Regions from separate parts of the Mus musculus genome. Here all the other regions are linked to region 2. The links are chromatin contacts, called in public Hi-C maps. All regions are on one chromosome and are shown on one strand. Each heading gives the region's core, a stretch centred on a gene start, on an enhancer-like site or on the middle of the called end of the contact. The rest is flanking DNA. Distances are from core to core; before and after follow the strand shown. Region 1 overlaps Smarca4 (SWI/SNF related, matrix associated, actin dependent regulator of chromatin, subfamily a, member 4). Region 2 holds the start of Angptl8 (angiopoietin-like 8). Region 3 overlaps Smarca4 (SWI/SNF related, matrix associated, actin dependent regulator of chromatin, subfamily a, member 4).

Region 1 (3,190 bases), core at 382-2,881, 190 kb after region 2:
ACACACACACACACACAAAGAGTGAGAAACCAAGCATACTGGGAGAAGATATTTGCAAATTATACACTGGGTCAGAGATGTGTGTCTAGAATAAGTAAGGGCTGAGAGCTCATTAGGACGGCAGCCCAGTTAAGACCAGACTTGAGCAGACTTCCATTGAGGAAGATGGCTGGATGGCGCACATGTGCACATGAAGATGCTTAACATCACTGCGTACTAGGGCAATGCAAATGAAAACCAAATGAGATGCCACCACACACCCACTAAAATGGCCATAAGCAAAAGGACAGACAATACCAAGTGTTGGTGAGGACATGGAAAAACTGGAACCTGTGAAATGGTACAGCCACTTTGGAGAACAGTTGGGCAGTCTTAGAAAGTAAACATAAACTTACCACGTGACCCAGCAAATCCACGCCTAGGCATCTACCCAAGAAAAATGAAAACATATGTCCACACAAACCATGTTTTCAAATGTTCACAACGTAATTATTCATAGTAAAAACAGAAATACAAGTGTCAACCGATGGTGGACAGGTAAACAAAATGTGGTATATTTATACAATGGAACACAATGCAGCAATAAAAAGATCAAGTTCTTACAACACACACAACACATGATGAACCTCGGTAACATGCCAACACACTGGTGCTCCGACTCCATTTGCAGCAAGTCTACAAATGGCTAATCTGGAGATGGAAAGCAGAGTGGTGAGCTCTGTGGGGTGCGTGGCTGTAATCCTAGTACTCGTGAGACTCAAGTTAGAGGATACTAAGTCGAAGCTAGCCTGGGCTATACAGGAAGACTCATCCAACAAGAAATAAAAAACAAACAAACAAACAAACAAAAACGGTTCTGTGGCTTGCTGGGCATAAAGGGAAGGGAGAGCAGACAGCCACAGACAGCTTAAAGGTTGCTTTCTAATTGGTGTGAGGAGCTGATCCGCAGTTCCATATGTTAACTAAGAAATAATTGAACTTTCCAGTTTATGTAAATTAGATCTCAATGAAGCTGTTTACATTAGAACACAATATTCTCTACAGGGCATGGTAGTAACAGGTATAACTAACTCTAGCATTCAGAAAGGCAGGAGGATGCATGTCTGAGCTTCAAGCCAGAATGTGCAAAAAATAGCAAGACCCTGTCTGAAACAAAAAAACAAACAAACAGCTTAGATATATACATATGCACCTAAAACTGACTCTTATGTAGGCAGGTGGCCCTCAAGACTCCAGTAGACATAAAAACCACAAGTCCTCTTTCTAACACAGCAATTCAACAGGGAAGGCTTGAGTAGATGGCATTCCATCGGCCTAATGATGTGGGGAGAAGGGGAACACAAAGCCCAGGGAGAAACAGATGTAGGCAGGAGCCATCAAGAGGCATGAGCAAGAGAACACTGAGGCGAGGCAGCCGCATATATGGGGCACGCACTCATGACTGTTCAATCACAGCACTGATGAATGGGCAAAAGCAGCAGAGCGTTCAGAGGAGTGATGCTGGGTGCTTGAAATGTGGCCAGTGCAACCGAGGAAATGATTAAACTGGATTGCCCTGAATGGAAACAGTCCACAAGTTAGCAAAGCTCTGAAGCACCACTTCCAGGCAAGCCCAGAGCTGTGGCTGCCCCTGCCACACCATGCCCTGCCAGCACACAAGGCACAAGGGCACAGTCCACAGGGTGACATCCACAAACAAGGTGGAAACCCCAACAACAGTTAAAACAAAGTGGTCTCTTACCTCCTCCTCCTCTTCAGAGCCACTTTCTTCACTGTCTGACCTGGGGGCTACTTCATACCTAGGGAACACAGCAGTATTTGGATGCAGCTCTGCCTGCAAGTAGCAGCTTTACTTTCCCTAGAACCTGATCTGGCCCTCAAATGCAAGTACCACTGCCCCAGCCGCAAGTCCCACAAAGGAAGCATTTAACTCACCCTGGGTTCATTTCAAGCCAGGCTTCCAGCTGCCCGGCTTTTGGGGCATCTGTGCCAGTGAGGATCTTGCCACTCTCCACGTGGATCACCTTCACAGGGAGGTCACTCATCTGGCTGGTCTCATCCAGAGGCTGAAAGAAAGTGACTGTCAGGAGCAAAGACTCCCCAGTTCCCACCCCGGGACCCAAATGCAGAGATCACAAGGAGGAGACTGGTCTGAGCTACAGCATCAGAAACCAAGGAGGAGGACAGAAGACGCAGCACATCACTCTGAAGGTAAAAAGGACTGAGGCCTGATAATTTCTCTACCCTAAAATTTGGATTAAAATGCTTGGGATGGGGCTGGTGAGATGGCTCAGTGGGTAAGAGCACCCGACTGCTCTTCTGAAGGTCAGGAGTTCAAATCCCAGCAACCACATGGTGGCTCACAACCATCCGTAACGAGATCTGACGCCCTCTTCTGGAGTGTCTGAGGACAGCTACAGTGTACTTACATATAATAAATAGATAGATAGATAGATAGATAGATAGATAGATAGATAGATAGATAAATCTTTTAAAAAAATGCTCGAATGAGTCTCAGTTATATTTAAAAAAAATTTTTTTGCTTGTATTTCTGTTCACTATATATGTGCCTGGCACCCCAATAGGAACCCCAGAAGAGGGCATGAGATCCCCTAAATCTTGAGTTATAGACAGTTGGGAGCTGCCATGTGCATGCTAGGAATTAAACCCAAGTCCTCTGCAAGACCAGTCAATGCCCTCAACTGCTAAGCCATCTCTGTAGCCCTTCATCTCAATTTTCCACAGACATACAACTCTAAAAAGCGTGTGAGGCCAGGGACAAGCAGAGTGACACTGACACCAGGAACTTAGAAGAGAAACTGCTACAGTGCTGACTCAGCACCATCCCCTAAAGCTTACTTTTGTAAGGTGAGACTGCTGCCTTCAGTCCCCCACATGGCTTAGAAAAATGGCTCTGTGCTTCAGGCACAATGGCTGACGCAGGCTGCCAGCTTCAGCTAGGCAGTAAGACTTTGTCTCAAACAATAAAAATAAAACAAAATACTAAAACCGCTGACAGTGGCTTTGTGCTGTAATATGGCAGCCCACATTCTTTTAGAATAATTCAAGAGAACATCAATGCTGGCTAGTGTTTTGTCAATATGATAGAAGCTACAGTCATCTGAGAAGAGAACTCAGTGAGAAAATGCCTCCGTAAGAATGTCCTATGGGCAAGCCTGTGGGGCATTAT
Region 2 (3,606 bases), core at 2-2,501:
CCATGGGGCCCAGCAAATGTCCAAGACCCTCTGGCCTCAGTTTCCCTGTTTGTAAAGTATATCTAAAATGGGACTTGCTCTGTATAGTTTGTAGATGCACATCAAACAATATTGATTGGTTTCTTGATACATAGCACCAGGACTGCGTGGGTCCTGGGAATCCATCTCAGGTCATGGGCTTGGCAGCCTTTACCTGCTGAACTAACTACCTTGTTGGTCCCTTACTCATTCATTCATTTACATATTTTGAGACAGGGCTTCATGTACCCCAAGCTTAACCCGGATGTCTACCTAGCCAGAAATCACCTTGGACTCCACACACACACACACCCACACACACCCACACACACACACACACACACACACACACACACCTGCCTTTATTCCCAGTGCTAGGATTGTTCTTTCTCTTGTTCTCTTTGAGACAAGGTATCACCATGTAGTCAGCTGGCCTAACTTTGTAGCCAAGGCTGCCTTTAACCTTCTATTTCTCCTGCCCCTGCCTCTGGAGTTCTAGAACCACAGCTGTGCCTGCTTCTTGCCCTTACTTGCAAAGGTCACTTCCAGAAGGTCACTGAGGCTGGAACCCCATATACAACTGGAGGGTCCTCTAGCCCAGGATTCAGTGGTGGCCTCTTTCTGAGAAGCAGGCTATACCCCTCTCAGACCTGGGAGTCCCTTACCTTTAAGGTCTCAAATTCTTGGTGGGCTTGACCGAGCCAGGCGCCTCTCAGCTGCACTTGTAGTCTCCGTACAGTGTCCCGCAGAGCCTGCTGGGCCCGGGCCACTTCCCCCAGTGATCGGGCTGTGGCTTCAGCTCGAAGGTGTAAAGCGTCCTCTTCCACCTGCTCAAGGATGGTGTGTCATCAGGGTATGTTTCCTCTGTTCTGGGTTTACCATTTCCTCAGACTCTTACCTGCCACCAACACCCAGCTCCAGTGCTCACCTGAATCTCCGACAGGCTGGTGCGAAGCTCCTGTGTGGCATCCTGGCCCTGCCTGACTTCTGTCCCCAGGAATTCCAGTGCTCTGTCATAGAGGCCCAGGCTGTGCCCAGCTTCTGTCAGGCGAGCCTCTGTGGCTCTGTACACGCCATTGAGGGCCTGGCCTAGCTGCAGGGCCCCGTGAAAGAGCAGGGTCAGCTCTTCATATTGAGCTGGCTCTGGACCACCCAGAGGGGCCACTGGAGCGGGTCGCACTGCTGATGCTAAGGTCCACAGGAGGCAGAGAGCAAGCACAGCCATGGCTGACAGTTTCGTGGGTGTGGTTCCCGGGCCGCTGCGGCTGCCTTTTATTTCCATAGGCTGCCATTGACCCCCCTGGTCAATGGTTAACCGGCCATGGTTGCACAAGGGCCTGGCGGAGGCTCAGCCATTGCATCAGACTGATGGCTAAGCAGGCCATGCTGATATCACGCTGCTAGAACTCAGGGCCAGCTGTGTGTGGGGGTTGGAGGTAGTGGGCAAGCTCAGACCAGAGCTCTCAGCGCCAGTGTCTGTATGAGCATATCACTGCCTTGAGCCTCAGTTTCCCATCTAAGTGTAGAACGTGGCTCCCTTCACATCCAACACAGCAGGCCCAGTATTGCTGGGCCACCCAAAGGGCCATCCAGGGGCTCCAGCCTTGTCTCCTTCCTGCAGACAGCTAATGCAGGGGTCACTGGGTGTGGCCAATAGCTGTGGAGGAGGGGCGAAAAAGTGACATGACAGACATCCTCCTTCTGAGATCATGGAGCCTGACTCCCCGCATGGTTTATGATCTGTGCTAACTTCGATTTAACTTCCTAGAACACACAGGGCAAGTACTGCAACCCATTTTCTCTACCTAGGCGTCCCACAAGTAGTACTAAGCATTTGTTGAACATCCACTTTGCGCACTCAAAGGAACAGCCTTGCTTCCCTTGCAAATAGAACGTTACACTCTGAGGTTGCGGTAGGAGGAACATGAGTTCAAGGCCAGCCTGGGCTACAGAACTAGATCCTCTCTTATGGCAAGAAAACAAGAGCTGAGGTGATGCTCAGAGGTAGAAGGCTTTCGGGGCACTCAGCATTCCATCGCTAGCACCACAGAAAATGGCCGTGAAGTTAGTCATTCGCGATGAGCTTGACACCGAGAGTCACAGGACTCTGTCACAGAGACCCACTCACTGTTCTGTGTGGAGACTCGCTGTTACTGGTTGTTGGTACAGAGCTTCAGAGGCTGAGCTAGCAGGCCAGATGCCTCCATCACACAGCTTAAGGGGGCCTACAGGGTTGGGGCTTGTGCACTTACAGCTGGGGAGAAGAGGCAAGACCAGGTTCCGGTTCTCTTTGTATCTGAAAGACAGACCCTATAGATAACTCCAGGGAGCCAATAAGGTGGTAGTGTGGGCTGCGGGAGGCCAGTCTGCCACCTGGCTACTGGTGGGACCACCTTATGTTTTTAATTATTTATTTATTGTTGGGGGGCAGGGTTGAACAGAGATGTCCAAAGAGGCCAGAGGCATCAGGTCCCCCTGGAGCTGACTGAAGTGGGTGCTGTGAACTGAACTTGGATCCTCTCAAAGAGCAGTGCGTACCCTTAACTGCTGAGCCACTTCTCCAGACCTCTGGCCCTCGGGGGCTGGAGCCAGGGCTCAGGTGGTAGAGTACTTGCCTAGTGTGCACAAAGCCCTGGGTTCCACCCCCAGTACCTGATATGCCTGTCACCCCAGCACTCTGGAGGTGGAGACAGGAAGTTAAGACCTTAAAGTCCTTCTAGGCTAAATAGCAAACTCAGATCTGCCCTGAGCAAGATGAGACCCTGTCTCGGGTATTAGTTGTTTTGGTTTTGCTGAGAGAAGATTTCCCTATGTAGCTTTGGCTGACCTAGAACTTGCTATGTAGACCAGGATGACCTTGAATTAGAAAAACAAAACAAAAACAAAAACACCTCTGACTCTCAGCACCCATCTGTGCCTGGCCTTGTAGCTCCCTGAATCTAGCTAGATGTGTGCATACAGAGGTTCCACCCACTGTCTGTGTCACCTGGGGTCACAGCCCACCCTGTTTTCCATGCATGTGCTTCATGTCCATCTCTCCCATGACTGTGTGTCACCAGCCCTCTAAAGGGTCCTCCGTCCCTCCACCCCTCCTTTTCCAGGAACCTGCTCTTCGTGTACCCACACAGCCTCAATTTCAGCAGTCGCCAGGGCTCTGTGCGCAACCTGGCTGTGCGGATCCAGTACATGGCCGGTGAAGACCAGAGCCAGGCCTTGCCGGTCAGTGCAGTGACCTTGCCCTGGAGGGACGGGGGATGGAGCAGGGATAGGTTTTCCCCAGTGGGTCCCTCATGTCCCCACTCCCACAGGTCATCTTTGGGAAATCTAGCTGCAGCGAATTCACCCGAGAGGCCTTCACACCAGTGGTCTATCACAACAAGTATGCAGGGCTGGGGGCCGGAGACATGGGCTGAGGGGGTCGGGTGGCCGAGTGTAGGGAGAGTATATGCATGAAGCAGGAAGAGCAGAGGCTTAAGTTTCAGTATGCAGATGAGGTAAGTTGAGGCAGGGAGTCATCCCGTAAGATCCCTTCTTTAGCTGGCCCCCGGACCCTGGCCTTGTCTTACCAGGTCTCCTGAATTCTACGAG
Region 3 (3,466 bases), core at 382-2,881, 150 kb after region 2:
TGTCCTGGAACACACTTTGTAGACCAGGCTGGCCTCGAATTCAGAAATCTGCCTGTTTCTGCTTCCCAAGTGCTGGGACTAAAGGTGTACGCCACCACGCCCAGCTTTAATTTTCTTTTTTTTTAAAAAGATTTATTTATTTAATGTATGTGAGTACACTGTAGCTGTCTTCAGGCACACCAGAAGAGGACATTGGATCTCATTACAGATGGTTGTGAGCCACCATGCGGTTGCTGGAAATTGAACTCAGGACCTCTGGAAGACCACTCAATGCTCTTAACCTCTGAGCCATGTCTGTAGACCTCACTCTTAACGTTCATCCATGTTTTGATTTCAAAGTTAAGACCTTGTGTTCCCCACCTCACTTCTCTGATGGGCCTTTGGCTGTTGTGTGCGACAGTGCTGGGGACAGGGCTCAGAGCACACGTGCCAGGCACAGCGTTATTCTTTTTTTTTTTTTCCCCGAGATAGGGTTTCTCTGGCTATCCTGGAACTCACTTTGTAGACCAGGCTGGCCTCTACCTCCCGAGTACTGGGATTAAAGGCGTGCGCCACCAAGCCTGGCTGGCGTTATTCTTGCTCTAGCAGCTCTCTAACATGGATGGAGCCTGAGACAGCAAGGAGAACAGAGTAGCTCCACTACAGGTAGCTAGGTAGTCAGGACCCTTACAGATCCCCGTGAGTTCCAGGCCAGCCTGGTCTACAGAATGAAGTCCAGGACAGCTAGGTCTATGCTGAGAAACCCTGTGGAGTAGGGTAGGGAGGAGCGAAGCACTGTGGTAATTCAGGTCCTTCAGGTTCCATTTTTAACTAGGCTCACTGCATATCTGAGTAGAGGGCTTTAGGAAGGAATCTGAAAAGATCCCAATCTGTAACCCCAATGCTCAGAAGGCTGAAGCAATTGGATTTCCTTAAAGTTGAGGCCAGCTTCGGCTATAAATAAAGCAAGTGCTTGCCTAAAAAACAATAAAGAGGTTAAGAGTACTGTCTGCTCTTCTAGAGGTCCTGAGTTCAATCCCCAGTAACCACAAGGTAGCTCATTACCATCTATAACGTGATCTGGTACTCTCTTCTGGCCTGCAGGACTATATACAGGAAGAGGACTATATACGTAATAAATAAGTCTTTAAAAAACAAATCAAAACAAAAACAAAACCCAACCAACCAACAACCCAAAAGGTTCAAACGTTTTCCTGAATATTTCATTTGATGGCTCAGAGTGCTCTGGCGGAAGACAGGTTCAAAGCACCTACATGGTGGCTCACAAGCATCTCTATATAACTCCAGTTCTTCTGCTCTCTGCCACCAGGCACACACAAGCTACAACACTCACATACATTAAAAGAGTAAAAAAAAATAAAAGTTTGATGTTTGTTAAGGCTGCATAGTGAGCTCTTGTCTAAAATAAGAAGTAAAACTGCAGTTTGATGCTACGGTGTTATTTCCCCCTCTTTTCTCTAGCACAGCCTGACAGAGGGTAAGGGTCATTGGACCTGACTTTGAATGCTGCCAGCCATGCCAGAGGCCAGTGCTGACTCAGAACCTTCTGGATGACAGGCATGTCATACACAATCTGTGGCCTCCGTCCTTGGGTGCTGCAAAGTGACCTCTGAGCCCTTGAAATGCCTTTCTGGGCAGGAGGTAGGGCTGTGATTTAAGCTGGTAAGTCTGGATCAGGCTGACCAGCAGAGGTAGTGGATACAGAGGTCAGTCATGTGAATGGCCAGATGTGAACACACAACCAAGTCCCAACAAAACCCCTGGGTGTCCAGGCATCCCTGAGGCTGGTGAGATGTCTCAGCGGTCAACACTGCTCTTCTGAAGGTCCTGAGTTCAAATTCCAGCAACCACATGGTGGCTCACAACCCTCCGTAATGAGATCTGATGCCCTCTTCTGGTGTGTCTAAAGACAGCTAAAGTGTACTTACATATAATAATAAATAAATCTTTGGGCCAGAGGGAGCAGAGGTTTTGAGTTCAATTCCCAGCAACCACATGATGGCTCACAATCATCTGTACAGCTACAGTGTATTCATATGCATTAAATAAATAAATAAATAAATCTTAAAAAAAAAAAGTTCCATTTATTACCAGAATTGTGGCTGTTCTGTTAGCTACTTCCCTTGGCCATTTTCATCTCCGCCTTTCTACCAGACTTTGCCTAAGCTCACAATGTACAGCCTAACAGCTTGTCTTGTCTTCCTAGGAGCAAGTTTAATTAAGTAAGTGTCAAAAGTACACACAAAATGAGCCACTGCTGTACCTAAACATAATTTTTGAAAATTTATTGAAAGAAAGAACGAACGAACGAACAAGAGAGTTTAACCGAGTAAGGTAGGTGGTATCTGACCAGAAAAATGAGGCAAGGCTGTCTTTCCTCAGGTGACACGTGATTGGGGCTATGAGGAATCCATGCTAGGGTGATGGGACCTGCTTCCAACGAAACCAGAGCTCACCGCCACCCTCAGACTCAGAGGCTTCCGGTGACGATCCTTTAATCCTTCCCTCTGTGGAGCCTAGATTCCTTGATACTGTCCACTCTAGTTAAACTCACACAGAAACCAAGTATCAAGCCCCAAGACCTCTTGTCCCCAGGGTCCTATATGCACACTGTCACTGCCTCACTAGGTGTGCAGCATTTAGGTTTCACTTAAAAAAAAAAAAAAAATAGGCTGAGCCCTGCAACAGAGCCATCTTGACAAACCAACTCTAAGAGAGTCTTCACCTTACCAACTGCACTACGATCACATTTTCTGTTCTCTGGAGACTGTCCTGTTCTACTGCTGGGTGAGTCACCTTTCACACCATGGAAGTGACATGAGGTGAAGGAAGCATTTTCAGTACGGTACAGAATGGAAGAAACTGAGGCCTTGGCACTTGGTTCTTTCATATGGATTGCTCCAGATACATTAAAATCCAGCGAAGTGCACACACTGTCAGTGACCTTACTACTGTCATGCTCACATCTAGAAATAAAGGTTCAACATTCATAGCTATCCAGAGTCCCTCTGGGGCAGATCACCACTCAGGCTCACTTGGAGGGTTCTGCTGCTTACTGTCTAGCACAGTGGATCAATCCCGGACTTCGCCCACGCTTGAAGTACACAGAGCTTTGTAGATAACGGCCCTCTAGACAGCAGCAGTATCTGTGCCCACAGCTCTCAGACAGAGGCTATTATAGTTGTCAAAGCTTCATGCCCCGTCGATGCTTCCTGTCTAGAAGACTGAAACCCTGCTGCTATGGACAAGGGTTGGGCTCTTGGGACAGAACAACTAACACAGAGGAGTTGAGCTTAGCTCAGAGGATGAGGTTTAGTTGCTTCAAGATCTTGGCCTCAACTGCCAAAATTTTGGATCTTTTGGATGTCTCTCAATTCTTTCATTAAAAAAAGATCAATTTGACGGCTCAGTATTTTTAAAACAGTACTTATTGTGTGTATATGTGGGAGCTTATACCATAAGCACA

Evidence for each region. A called contact is a pair of places that touch in the nucleus more often than the background predicts.
Region 1: a Hi-C map of liver shows a contact between it and region 2, with 1.9 times the contacts expected there. The contact joins the enhancer-like site here to the promoter of Angptl8 in region 2. A contact is called at or near these places in 4 of 39 promoter capture datasets (the 3T3-L1 cell line, embryonic stem cells and hippocampal neurons), 8 of 484 Hi-C or Micro-C datasets (B cells, bone marrow-derived macrophages, embryonic fibroblasts and 4 more), 1 of 115 datasets of contacts at active chromatin or transcription factors (embryonic stem cells) and 3 of 9 other capture datasets (adipose tissue, embryonic stem cells and liver).
Region 3: a contact with region 2 is called in a Hi-C map of liver, with 2.0 times the contacts expected there. The contact joins the enhancer-like site here to the promoter of Angptl8 in region 2. A contact is called at or near these places in 9 of 39 promoter capture datasets (HPC-7-derived erythroid cells, the SN4741 cell line, embryonic stem cells and 3 more), 4 of 484 Hi-C or Micro-C datasets (bone marrow-derived macrophages, embryonic stem cells and liver), 3 of 115 datasets of contacts at active chromatin or transcription factors (acute myeloid leukemia, double positive thymocytes and embryonic stem cells) and 5 of 9 other capture datasets (adipose tissue, embryonic stem cells, liver and 2 more).

Annotation. Positions count from the first base shown.
Region 1 is chr9:21,646,227-21,649,416 of GRCm38.p6, reverse strand. It overlaps Smarca4 (SWI/SNF related, matrix associated, actin dependent regulator of chromatin, subfamily a, member 4), which reads right to left. Exons shown (of 34, transcript NM_001174078.1): 12 at 1,936-2,066; 13 at 1,742-1,799. Among named protein-coding and RNA genes, the nearest start is that of Smarca4, 32 kb to the right of the region's middle. Within about 2 kb of position 1,631, at least 10 of the 459 cell types and tissues checked have an H3K27ac peak or open chromatin away from gene starts, as enhancers often do. A contact at or near this core is called in liver, where this site is marked.
Region 2 is chr9:21,833,155-21,836,760 of GRCm38.p6, reverse strand. It overlaps Angptl8 (angiopoietin-like 8), which reads right to left and starts at 1,251. Exons shown (of 4, transcript NM_001080940.1): 1 at 947-1,251; 2 at 684-845. The coding sequence starts at 1,243. It overlaps Dock6 (dedicator of cytokinesis 6), which reads left to right. Exons shown (of 50, transcript NM_177030.3): 15 at 3,120-3,237; 16 at 3,327-3,397; 17 at 3,588-3,606.
Region 3 is chr9:21,688,371-21,691,836 of GRCm38.p6, reverse strand. The region is part of intron 29 of Smarca4 (SWI/SNF related, matrix associated, actin dependent regulator of chromatin, subfamily a, member 4); the gene reads right to left. Among named protein-coding and RNA genes, the nearest start is that of Gm26511, 33 kb to the left of the region's middle. Within about 2 kb of position 1,631, at least 9 of the 459 cell types and tissues checked have an H3K27ac peak or open chromatin away from gene starts, as enhancers often do. A contact at or near this core is called in liver, where this site is marked.